Linked DNA regions of Mus musculus: regions 1 and 3 are each linked to region 2. Evidence: chromatin contacts called from public Hi-C data. All regions are on one chromosome and are shown on one strand. Each heading gives the region's core, a stretch centred on a gene start, on an enhancer-like site or on the middle of the called end of the contact. The rest is flanking DNA. Distances are from core to core; before and after follow the strand shown.

The links. A called contact is a pair of places that touch in the nucleus more often than the background predicts.
Region 1: a Hi-C map of liver shows a contact between it and region 2, with 2.2 times the contacts expected there. The contact joins two enhancer-like sites. A contact is called at or near these places in 1 of 15 datasets of contacts at CTCF or cohesin (the NIH/3T3 cell line) and 1 of 484 Hi-C or Micro-C datasets (liver).
Region 3: a contact with region 2 is called in a Hi-C map of liver, with 4 times the contacts expected there. The contact joins two enhancer-like sites. A contact is called at or near these places in 1 of 15 datasets of contacts at CTCF or cohesin (the NIH/3T3 cell line) and 3 of 484 Hi-C or Micro-C datasets (all in liver).

Annotation. Positions count from the first base shown.
Region 1 is chr12:110,230,791-110,234,035 of GRCm38.p6, forward strand. It overlaps Gm40576 (a long non-coding RNA gene), which reads right to left. Exons shown (of 3, transcript XR_001780704.2): 2 at 1-450. Among named protein-coding and RNA genes, the nearest start is that of Gm40576, 5.0 kb to the right of the region's middle. Within about 2 kb of position 1,336, at least 12 of the 459 cell types and tissues checked have an H3K27ac peak or open chromatin away from gene starts, as enhancers often do. A contact at or near this core is called in liver, where this site is marked.
Region 2 is chr12:109,797,463-109,800,946 of GRCm38.p6, forward strand. No RefSeq gene overlaps it. Among named protein-coding and RNA genes, the nearest start is that of Mir3072, 51 kb to the left of the region's middle. Within about 2 kb of position 1,624, at least 27 of the 459 cell types and tissues checked have an H3K27ac peak or open chromatin away from gene starts, as enhancers often do. A contact at or near this core is called in liver, where this site is marked.
Region 3 is chr12:109,529,932-109,533,124 of GRCm38.p6, forward strand. All of the region lies in intron 2 of Gm34081 (a long non-coding RNA gene), which reads right to left. Among named protein-coding and RNA genes, the nearest start is that of Gm34081, 8.6 kb to the right of the region's middle. Within about 2 kb of position 1,865, at least 44 of the 459 cell types and tissues checked have an H3K27ac peak or open chromatin away from gene starts, as enhancers often do. A contact at or near this core is called in liver, where this site is marked.

The DNA.
Region 1 (3,245 bases), core at 86-2,585, 430 kb after region 2:
TGTGAAATGTTCCAGCTAGACTCTGGAATAGATTACTAACCGCTAACTTCAGAGCCTCCATGCCAGAGATGAGTATGAACAGACCAGAGTGTGTACCCGGCTCCACGCTCCAGCGTTGATTGGCTTCTGGGAGGATCTACCAGGGAAAGAAGCTCCAAAGTACAGACAGGCTCTGCCTCCCAGGGCTGTGCTCACAGCGGGTAAACATGCAGAGGCTGCCGGGTACCACACCACATGACAGCCAGGAGATTCCAGCTTGCCCACAGGCTGAGGACCAAGGGAGAAGCAGTGTAGCCTGAGGCCATCACTCCTGCCCTGTTCGTGGTGCAGTGTACTTACGATGAGAATGCATGCCTGTGGATGCTAAACTTCTTCCCCACTTTTCCTCCTTTCTAAGTTTGGTCCTCTCTAACTGTTTTTTAAGTTGGGTTCCGTCTGAACTATGAGGATCTGAAAAAAAAAAAAAAAGAAGAATCCCCAAATCTCTTCTGAAACTGCTTTCTACCTGGTCTCTGTTGGGGTAAGCAAGCCTTGAACCAGCTCTTCTAGAGCCTGACTAAGCCCTGTGTTGAAACTCTAGCCCTGTTCCCCTCACTGACATCGCCAAGCCCACTATGACCCACATCTTGATAGCTCGCGCAACGCAGTTTGTAAAGATAAAACAGCCTTGTCTGGACAGACAACTCCAGGAGAGAGAAACTGCAGCCTTGCACATGGTCCAGAAGCCACATTTAACATCCCATTCCCCAGTTCTCCCACATAAACCCCAAGTATCCCCTTTCTCTTTAGCAGACACCCCTCTCCTTCTGTGTCTGTCCCTTGCTGTTAGAAATAAACAGTCCAGCCTATGGAGGTCATTCTCCTGTCTCTTTAATCTGTCTCGGAATCTAACATTAGGTTCCCTCCGATGTCTAACAGTCTCCCCTTGTTGGGGGAGTCAGGGAACTGAGGGACAGGAGAAAAATTTGAACTAGGATATAGCTTTAGAGAGTAGTCTGGTTTTCTCCCCGCTTAACAAGTACAGAAACTGAGGCTCAGAAACTCAGAGGACTCAAAGCTGTCGTCTGGCTAGAAGTGGTGTGCGCAGCCTGTCTTTGCCACGGGTTCATGAAAGCATTTTCCCAGGGACTTTGCTACATACACGGAAGCACCCTAAGGACCTCGTCTCTCTCTCTCTCTCTCTCTCTCTCTCTCTCTCTCTCTCTCTCTCTCTCTCTCTCTCTCTCCTCTCTGCAGCTGCCAGATTGTTCCCTGGAAAACAAGCAGTCTGGCTCCGTCATGGTTGACTAGGTACAGAAAGAAAGAACTCCGCTCAGGGTCAGAGGGCAGAGCCCAGAAAGCATGTTCCGTGTTACCCTGGCTGTGCGCTTGGCAGAAGCCGCTGCAGCCTGGCTGACCAAGGAGCCAAGTAAACCCCTCTCTCTACTTCCAGCACTGGCTGGGCCAATGACAACCTGGGGACAACTGAGGATCTGGCTGTAACCAGGTAAGGTGTTCCTGTGATTAGCATGAAGGTTTACTGTCCCAAGAAGCCCCACCTACCCCTCTCCAGGGTAGTGGGATGTCCCTGTTCCTTCCAGGACCTTACTAGGCCCCCAGGGCAAAGGTGAGCCCTTCCCAGTCCTGTTGAATTGCATCAAATTCCAAACTGGCTGGGTCCAAAGAGCAATCCCAAACACGCTTCTATAAAAATGTGTTGTAAAAGAGCATTCTCCACTCACACTGGCCCTCTGCCCGCTTCCACTTTGGGGTTCTGGGCAGAATTTGAGAAGCAAACTTCTCACCAATTACCATGAACAAAACAACTCCCAGAAGATGCAAGCTGCTGCCAGGCCCAGCCAGGGACAAACCCCATATACAAACAGTTTCCATTCTGTTTCAGGAAACCCCCAGAGATGCCCCTCACGAGGCCGAGGCCACAGCCCGCCCTGCCCCATCGGCCCCTGGCATCTCTCACCTGTGGCTCCACTCCTCAGCTCGGGCAGCCAGAACAAGCTCGCACAGACACACGAGTCCAAGAACACGAGATGGAAAGTCAGGCAGCCACCCTGAGACCCAGGCCTCCCACCTATCACTCATTGCAGCCGCGGCCAGACAGGATGCTGCTTACCCTGGGCGCAACTCTGGCCACATCCAAAGCTTTCCAAGGGCTGGAGGGCTTTGGGGACCCCTCCCCTCTCACCTCATACTTTATATGATCAGGGGAAAGACAAGCAAAGGAAAGCACCCCTCCCTGTGGCTAAGACCATGTCCCCAAATGATCCCATGCGCTAAGAACTGGGCCTTTCCGGAGCAGATTGGAAAATCCTCCGGAGTGAGTGGGGGCCTTGCCAGCTGCTTGAGAAAATGTCTTTTCAGAGTGTACGGGAGTGATCTCTGCATCCCTCTCGTTCTAGGTTGGGCTAAGGGCGGCATGATCCTATGGTATGGGTTGAAGACTGGAGTCCCAGACAAGCATCTAGCACGCATCCGGTCTTCCTCAAGGAGGCTCCACCCAAAGTAAGAGGTGATCCTGCCCGGCTATGCACCACGCGGTGCAATCCTGAGGAGCAGGAACAATTAGGAAAGGCTTCCTGGGCAGTTGGCTCCTGCGGATAAGTAGTTCTTACACAAAAACAGTGTGGACCTAACACAACATTCAGGGGAAGGAAAGAATTACTGAGTCCACAATTGCATATCAGCATCCCACAGACAGCATGTGCAGTTGCAAGGCTGGCCTGGCCAGCTGCAACCCCGAGGAGAGATGAATCTAGCAAGAAAGGAGGGGAGATGCTGGCTGGCCTGGCAGGAGGCGTCTGCAACCACCAGCAGCGTGGGCTTTTGAAAAACTGTGTGGAGTCACAGAAGGCTCCAAATAGGCAATGGCACAAGGTCGTGTCTTAGAAAGCCCACACTGGTGGCAAAAGAGCACAGAGCAGCACCAACAGAGACCGGCCATTGGGGGACTAGCAATGTCCTTTCTGAATTCCCAACTCTCCAGTGGCCCTGGGGCGTGTGGCTTGGCTTCCCTGTCTAAATGGGCACCTGGCTCACTGGCTCACTGACCTCTCAGTTGGCTACCAAGGACAGCTGGATGCTATCAGACTTTATGAGCAGGATCTCAGCTGAACAGAGCTCCCTCCCTCAGGGCAGGTCCCCTTCCTAGTGACCCACATCTAAGGGTGCCAGGTAAAGTCTGATAAAGAGCTACAGCTGGCTCAGAAGACCCTATGCAGGTGCTGACAGAGTAGAGGGAACCCAGTCTA
Region 2 (3,484 bases), core at 374-2,873:
TTTATATATGGAGTAAGATGAGGGGCAAATTCCTTTTTCTCCATGTGGATTTCCATGGTAAAGGGTACCTTCTATCCATGCGTGCTCTAGCATTATTGTTGAGAGTCAGCTGATTCTCAGTGAGTACACTGGTCTCAAGTCAGGGCTCCGCACAGACAGTCCCATACCAAGCAGCTGCAGGACACAAACCTGGAGGCAGAGACCCTGGACTTATCAGTCCTTGTAGCATATACTTTGGGATACATGTAGTTCTGGAAGGCCAGTGACGCTGGATGGTTGTATGAATTACTTTTCTGCTGCTGTAATAAAACACCAGAACCAAAGGTGTCTTACTGAAGACTCTATTTTGGCTTAAAGTTTCAGAGAGTTGGAGCCCATGTTGGTAGACACAGAAGACAGACAGATCAGGAAGCTGAAAGATTGCATTTCAAACAGGCATGGGACAGAATGAGTGGGTGGTAGTATAAAGCTAAGACCTCTGAAAAACCCAGCCCTGGTGATGCACCTCCAGCAAGACTGTACCACTTAAAGCTCCCCATACAGCACCACCAACTGGGCAGCAAGTGTTTGAATGCCTGAGCCTATGGTGGGCATTTCAAACTCAAAGCAGCACAGTGATCACCATGGAAACAATCACTTTCTGGCCAAGGGGACTCATGGCATTTGTTGGGACCTAGAACTGTGCAACCCACTCCAGTGACCATAGCCAAGCCTGGGCAGGCTGGAATGGCAAACTTGCAGGACAGAAGGCTCTGGAGGATATCCCTAGAGGCTTGAGGGACTGGCTAGGGTGTTGGAGTCAGGGGAGGTATATTCATGAGAGAAAGGGCTGAGAAAGGGTAGGATCCATGGAGGCTTGCAACATGTTCTGGGCTTCCTGTCAAGGCATCTACTCTGGACACTATTGGGGTATGACTCTGAGGGTAAAGGAAGAGGATGCACAAAGGGGACACAAACATTCCAGGCAGGAACTTTTGCCATAGTTCATGTAGAGGCAGAGGGGTGTGGTCCTGAGGATGAAGCATAGCTTAGGGTCTCAATGGCAATGGATATCCTTTCAAGAAGAGGGATCAAGCCAGTGGAGACTTGGGATATTAGGGAAAGAACTCAGGGAAGACTGGCAGTATCTGGAAGAATTCTTAAGTACAGCCTAGAGATAATGGCAATGGGGGGACCTAGAGGAGAGCTAGGACCTGGGTCCTCAGCTCAGGTCCCTGGGGCTAGGATATTAAGTGGGAGGTGTGACAGTAGCCAAACAGCCTGAACCTGGGCTGGAGGTCAGAGTGGAGAGCACCTACTTATGATGGAGGGCACCAGAGCCCTGCTGCACATATCTTTGATGCCCAAGTAATGCCCTAGGAGGCAGTATGAACCGAGTTCTGCTTCAAGTCTGAGCTCTGAGGGCAGCAGGCTCAGTTTCATATGCCACCCCCCCCCCCCCATGTGTTTCCAGAACTCCAGTCTTTGGAGACTGGTTTGGCACCAACCAAAAACCACAAGCAAATTGCCAGTGGTAAAATATCTCATAAACATCGCTTCTTGCAAAATCCTGGTCATAACCACGGAGCATTACCCAACAGTGAAGCAAGACCTGTGTACCTTACTGGAGAGTCCAGGGTCCCCTGGACGGTGTGTCCTGCCAGCTTGGGAGTTCCCATTCTTGGTGGCCAGATTCCTCAATGGCTACTTGGAGCAGCAAAGAGAAGCAGAGACCAAGGACCCTTGAGACCAGAGCTTCTTTCCCCTCCTGCCAGTAGGAAGTGTTTACTGCCCAGAGCTGACTTGGGCCTGCCAAACACCCGGCTTCTGGTGGCCAATGGGCTTCTGGCTCTACAGTGAGAGCCATGATCCAAATGTGCTCAGTGAGCAGAAGCAGAAGTGAGGACACACTGGATCTGGCAGGGTGTGGCAAGGCAAGAGATTTATCTTGCTCTACTTGGGCATCCCTGGACCCATGGTGTGAAGAGAACTCTGATAGACCATCAAAGGGGTGGAGTGGAGAATGGTCTCTATTGGCTTCACTTAGATGGAAGTAGCGCCCATTTAGAAATGAAGAATCTTCCCCAAGCACATGGTGAGGGGTCCCAGCAGTGTGCTTGCATAGTTTACACACTGAATCATCATCCTCCCAGATCCAAAGTTAATATTCTTGGTTGCCACTTGTAATGTGATCTTGTGGTTTCTGGCTTCCTGCAGACTTACCCTGCCTGTCATAAGTGGCTGAATTCCATTCTTTTCAAAGTTTGAATGATAGCCCACTGTGTACAGGTATATCATACTTATTCATTTACATGGATAGACATGGAGGAGCTATTGTTATTTGATGGCCATTGTAGGAAGGACAGTCAAGTTTCATCATAGGTGGCCCATGCACCAGTGGGTGATACCCTGTACCCATGGACATACAAGCATTGTTACTGACTCAGTGGCTTATTTTAAAAAGTGTAGAAGACATGAAGATGGGAGGGGAATGTGGAGGGAGTCCTGAGAAAGTTGAAGAAGGAAAGCAGGAAGTGGGGTAGGGGTGAGTATGACCTAACATTTGGTATGTATATATGAAATTATTAAAGAAAAAAATTTAAAGAAAAAATGTCTTCGCTCATTCTACAATTAGCATTTTGTTTTCTCCTGGTTGAATTATTTCAGTTCCTTATGTACTTTAGATATTAACCTTATGATATGTGGCTTAAAAATAAATATATATTATATATATATATATTTATATACATAAATATATATATATTTCATTCTCAAAGCTGCTGGCTGTGGTGGCATACTCCTTTAATTCTCGCACTTGGGAGGTAAAGAAGGGTGGATCTCTATGTCTTCAAACTAGCCTGGTCCTAATAGTGAGTTACAAGCTAGTCAAGGCTGCATAGTGAGACCTTACCTAAAAAAAGTGCTCTAAGTTATATAAGGCTAAATATCTCAATGTCATGGAAACTGCTCCCTCTTGTTTTCTTCTAGTGATTGTACAGTTTGGGATCATATGTAATGTCTCAAGGTTTTACTGCAGTGAAGAGACACCTAAACCAAGGCAGTTCTTATAAAGGACAGCATTTAACTGGAGCAGGCTTATAAGTTCAGAGATTTAGTCCATTTTCATCATGGCAGGAGGCACGGAAGCATCCAGGCAGACATCACACTGGAGGAGATGAAAATTCTACATCTTATTATGAAGGCAAACAGGTGAAGACTGTCTTCAAGGCAGCTAGGAGGAGGGTCTCAAAGCTCACCCCCAGTGACACACTTCCTCCAACAAAGCCACACCTACTCCAACAAGGTCACACCTCCTAACAGTGCCATTCCTTGGGCCAAGCATATACAAACCACACATGTAATAAGTTTTAAAGTTTGGAAGTTGATCTTTGCATATGGTGTCTGATAATGGTTCAGTTTCCTTATTGGATATGAATATATAGATGAATATATAGTTTTCCCGACACAAAGTATTCAAGCCTCTGTCTTTTCCCCAGCATATGCT
Region 3 (3,193 bases), core at 615-3,114, 270 kb before region 2:
AGCAGGCTGGGTTAGGGTGACCATTTTGACTTTTCCCTAAACCAGGGCAGAAAGCTACACTGGGGTTGGAGAAACCCCTAAGCTGTAGAAATCAGAAGGCTCTAAACCCAAAGCCTGAATCTACTTGTTTTGCAAATATCTCTCACCTGACTAAGGGTTCAGTTCCTACAGCTCCTAGAGTTGACTTCCTGTGGTCATCTTTACGGCCTGGAAACTAACGTAGTAGGTTTTGGGGTTACAGGGAAGTTTGATGACTATAGTTTCACTCCCAAGACTAGTAATTCCCCACCCCCACCCCCCAGTAGCTTGTAAGCCATGGTACTGTTCTGGGCTCAAGGCTCCAACGCTCAGGACCATGAGTCGGTGTGAAGTAACTTCTTTTGCTAAGTTGGGGTTTGCCAGTCACTCACATGCCATTTACTGCAGCCTGTCAGCTGCCTATGGTTGCCAATTACCCGTGGTCGGCTCGAGGTTGTCAATTACCTGAGGTCTGCCAGTTGTCGGCGGTTTGCCGCAACCTAATTCCGTGGTGTTGTAACTAGCCACAGTGGAGAGTATGTCCCCTTAGCTTTCCAGTCCTAATCTGTCCCAGTGCAGCTTTTTGTGACCGTTGCCCGTGATTCACCACAATTCGTTCTGGTTTGTGATTACACCGCTCTTTGTTCTCAGACAACAGGTTATCTACTACCATCCACCACTTTGTGGTCATCTTTATTTAGAGAAAGCTTCACTGTTGCTCGCCAGGGGTCTTCACCTCGCCCCCCCCCCCCCTCCAGAGGCCAGAGGCCTCCACACCCCTCCCCCCACAAAAACCTCCCTTTCATGAGAAATGGCAAATTGATGACCGGTTAACCCTCCCCCAAGGTTCTTGGTTCCTAGTGAATGGGCTGATCCTAAGCCCAGGAAATCCCTGCTGGCGGCCAGTGGTGGGGGATGGGTCAGCCTTTGGTGGGGGGATGGGGCAGTCAGAACAAGGAAGCCTCAGCTTCCTTTCCTGTTTAGGCAGACCTGAGGTCTTGGCTGTGCAAACAGAGAGGGGGGGCAGGTACTTGGGTTCTTAGTACTGCTTAGAGGTACTACGCTAGGCTACATACCATCCTGAAAACCGCAAACTATCTTTATCTCTCTGCACATACATGTAGGCTTGTATGTACACACACACACACACACACACACACACACTGGATTCACAGTTGCTTTCAAGTCCCATGTCATCCTAAGCCTCACAGTTGAACCTCTACTGACCCAGCTCTAGCCCAGGAGAAACCACTATAGCGTTGGTTGCCGTATCGTATTGAGACCACAACCTGGCTTTTTGAGGGTCCCAAGGAGGCAAGAATCACCTTACAGGTTGCCCTTGCAGATACATCTGTTGAGCTTAGTGAGTTCCAAGACTTGATACCAGCCTCCAGCTCTGGGTGATCCACCATATGGCCAGCTAGGCCTTTCCCCTGGGATTCTCCAAGGGAGGCTACTAACTTTAGAAGGAAATGGGGGCTGGAAGCAATCTGGAATAGGTTGAACCTCACAGTGTGACACCCTGCCTTCTCTCTTGGCAAAGGTCCAAAGTTAAAGCTCAAGAAGTGCTTAGAAACCAATGGATTCTAACCACTCAACAGCCTGTTTCCTCATTTCAAGAGCCTCTGTCATCTTTGTCACCAACTAGACCACAGGGAGTCCCAAGAAAGAGGCATCAAGGAAGGGCAGTAGGGAATTTGCCTAGCTATCACCTCCTGAAAGGGACACCGCTGTCACAAGAACGCTCTAGCAATACTGACATTCCCAGGACAGCGAGGCTCCTCTGCCTCAGCTATCCCTAGCTCCTCTGGCCCTTGCTGCTCTTCCTGCCCACACGGGATCCCAGGACTCTTTCCCAGGGGTGAGAGGACAGACGTTACGACACGGCTCTGTCATTGCCAAAGTACACACTCAACTGTGCAATCAAATTAAAAGGAAATGTAAAAGGAAATGTAGTTTTAAGCAAGCTCACAGTTCTGTGTTAGGCCACGCTCACAGCTATCCCCTACTGCACAAAGCTCATGGACTTGGTTGGGTTGGACACTGCTAGTCTTAGGCAGAAGCCCCAAGGAGACCAAGGTATCCTACATTCACCCATTAGCTATACTACAATCCCTGAGATGTCTGTGAGAGCCTTCTTTTCCTGCCAAGGAACAGTGTGAAAGGACAATCTGGTCTTAGCAGCCAGTCCTCTGTCACCTTGGTCTCCCTGCCTCCCCCATCATCTTCTTCCTTCCTCTTCCCACACACCACACCCTTCTGTCACCTCATTTCATGAGGTGGGAGAGAAGAGTTGTATAATGCCCCTTGTCCCTTCCTGACTTTCCCAGCGGGGCTCCTCCATGCAGATCTACTCAAGGTTCTCTGAAGGACAGCCCAGGCTCCAGCTGTGGAAACAGCCATAAGTGGGCCTGGGTCTGTGCCTGCTGGGTGGGGTGTATGTGAGGCCCTGTGGGAACCCTAGAGCAGTCTTTCAGGGACATCTCTAGTCGGGAAGGCAGAGGGTTTTGCTTGGATCTCTTGGCTGACCACGTGGCCATACGTTCAACACTCCAGGATGCCTGTTCCTGGAGCCAGACAGAAAATGAGTTAGGGCTGCAAACAGGATCTGAGTGGCCCCCTGCTCTGGAGAGGCCCCTCCATGTAAACAGAACGAGTTTCTGGGAAACGTACAGAAGGCCAGGCTGTCGGGAAAGGACGTGGCCCACATTCCTGATGTTCCCACCCAGGCAAGAGCGCCAGTTTTTCATGGGCATCCCAGCCCCCAACCCAGCTCTCCCTGTCAGCTAAATGACAATTTCCCACTTGTTGACTTGGCCTTGCAGAGAAGTGGGGAGGGGGGCACTCATCCACCCCCAGAGGCTGGGCTTGAGAGCTGTCTATTTGAGATCTAGGCAGAGGTACCTAGAGGGAAGCCCAGGCACAGTAAGGGCACAGTTAGCTTTCCTGCTGGCTCTGAGCATGTGAAGAGAGTCACTTCCCCCCTGGTGCTTGTCATTTTGTCCCTGGCATCTCTAGTGCTGCCAGCCTCCCTGCCCTGTATGCTTTGTACGTGGCGCTCCTGTGTTCCTTGAACTAGCAGATGAGCTTGTGTGAATGGCCTTCTAGCTTTTTTTGTTTTTCCTTCTTTTGAAAGTCTACAGAATTCAGGGTAACCATTTGAAAACTTTGGGTG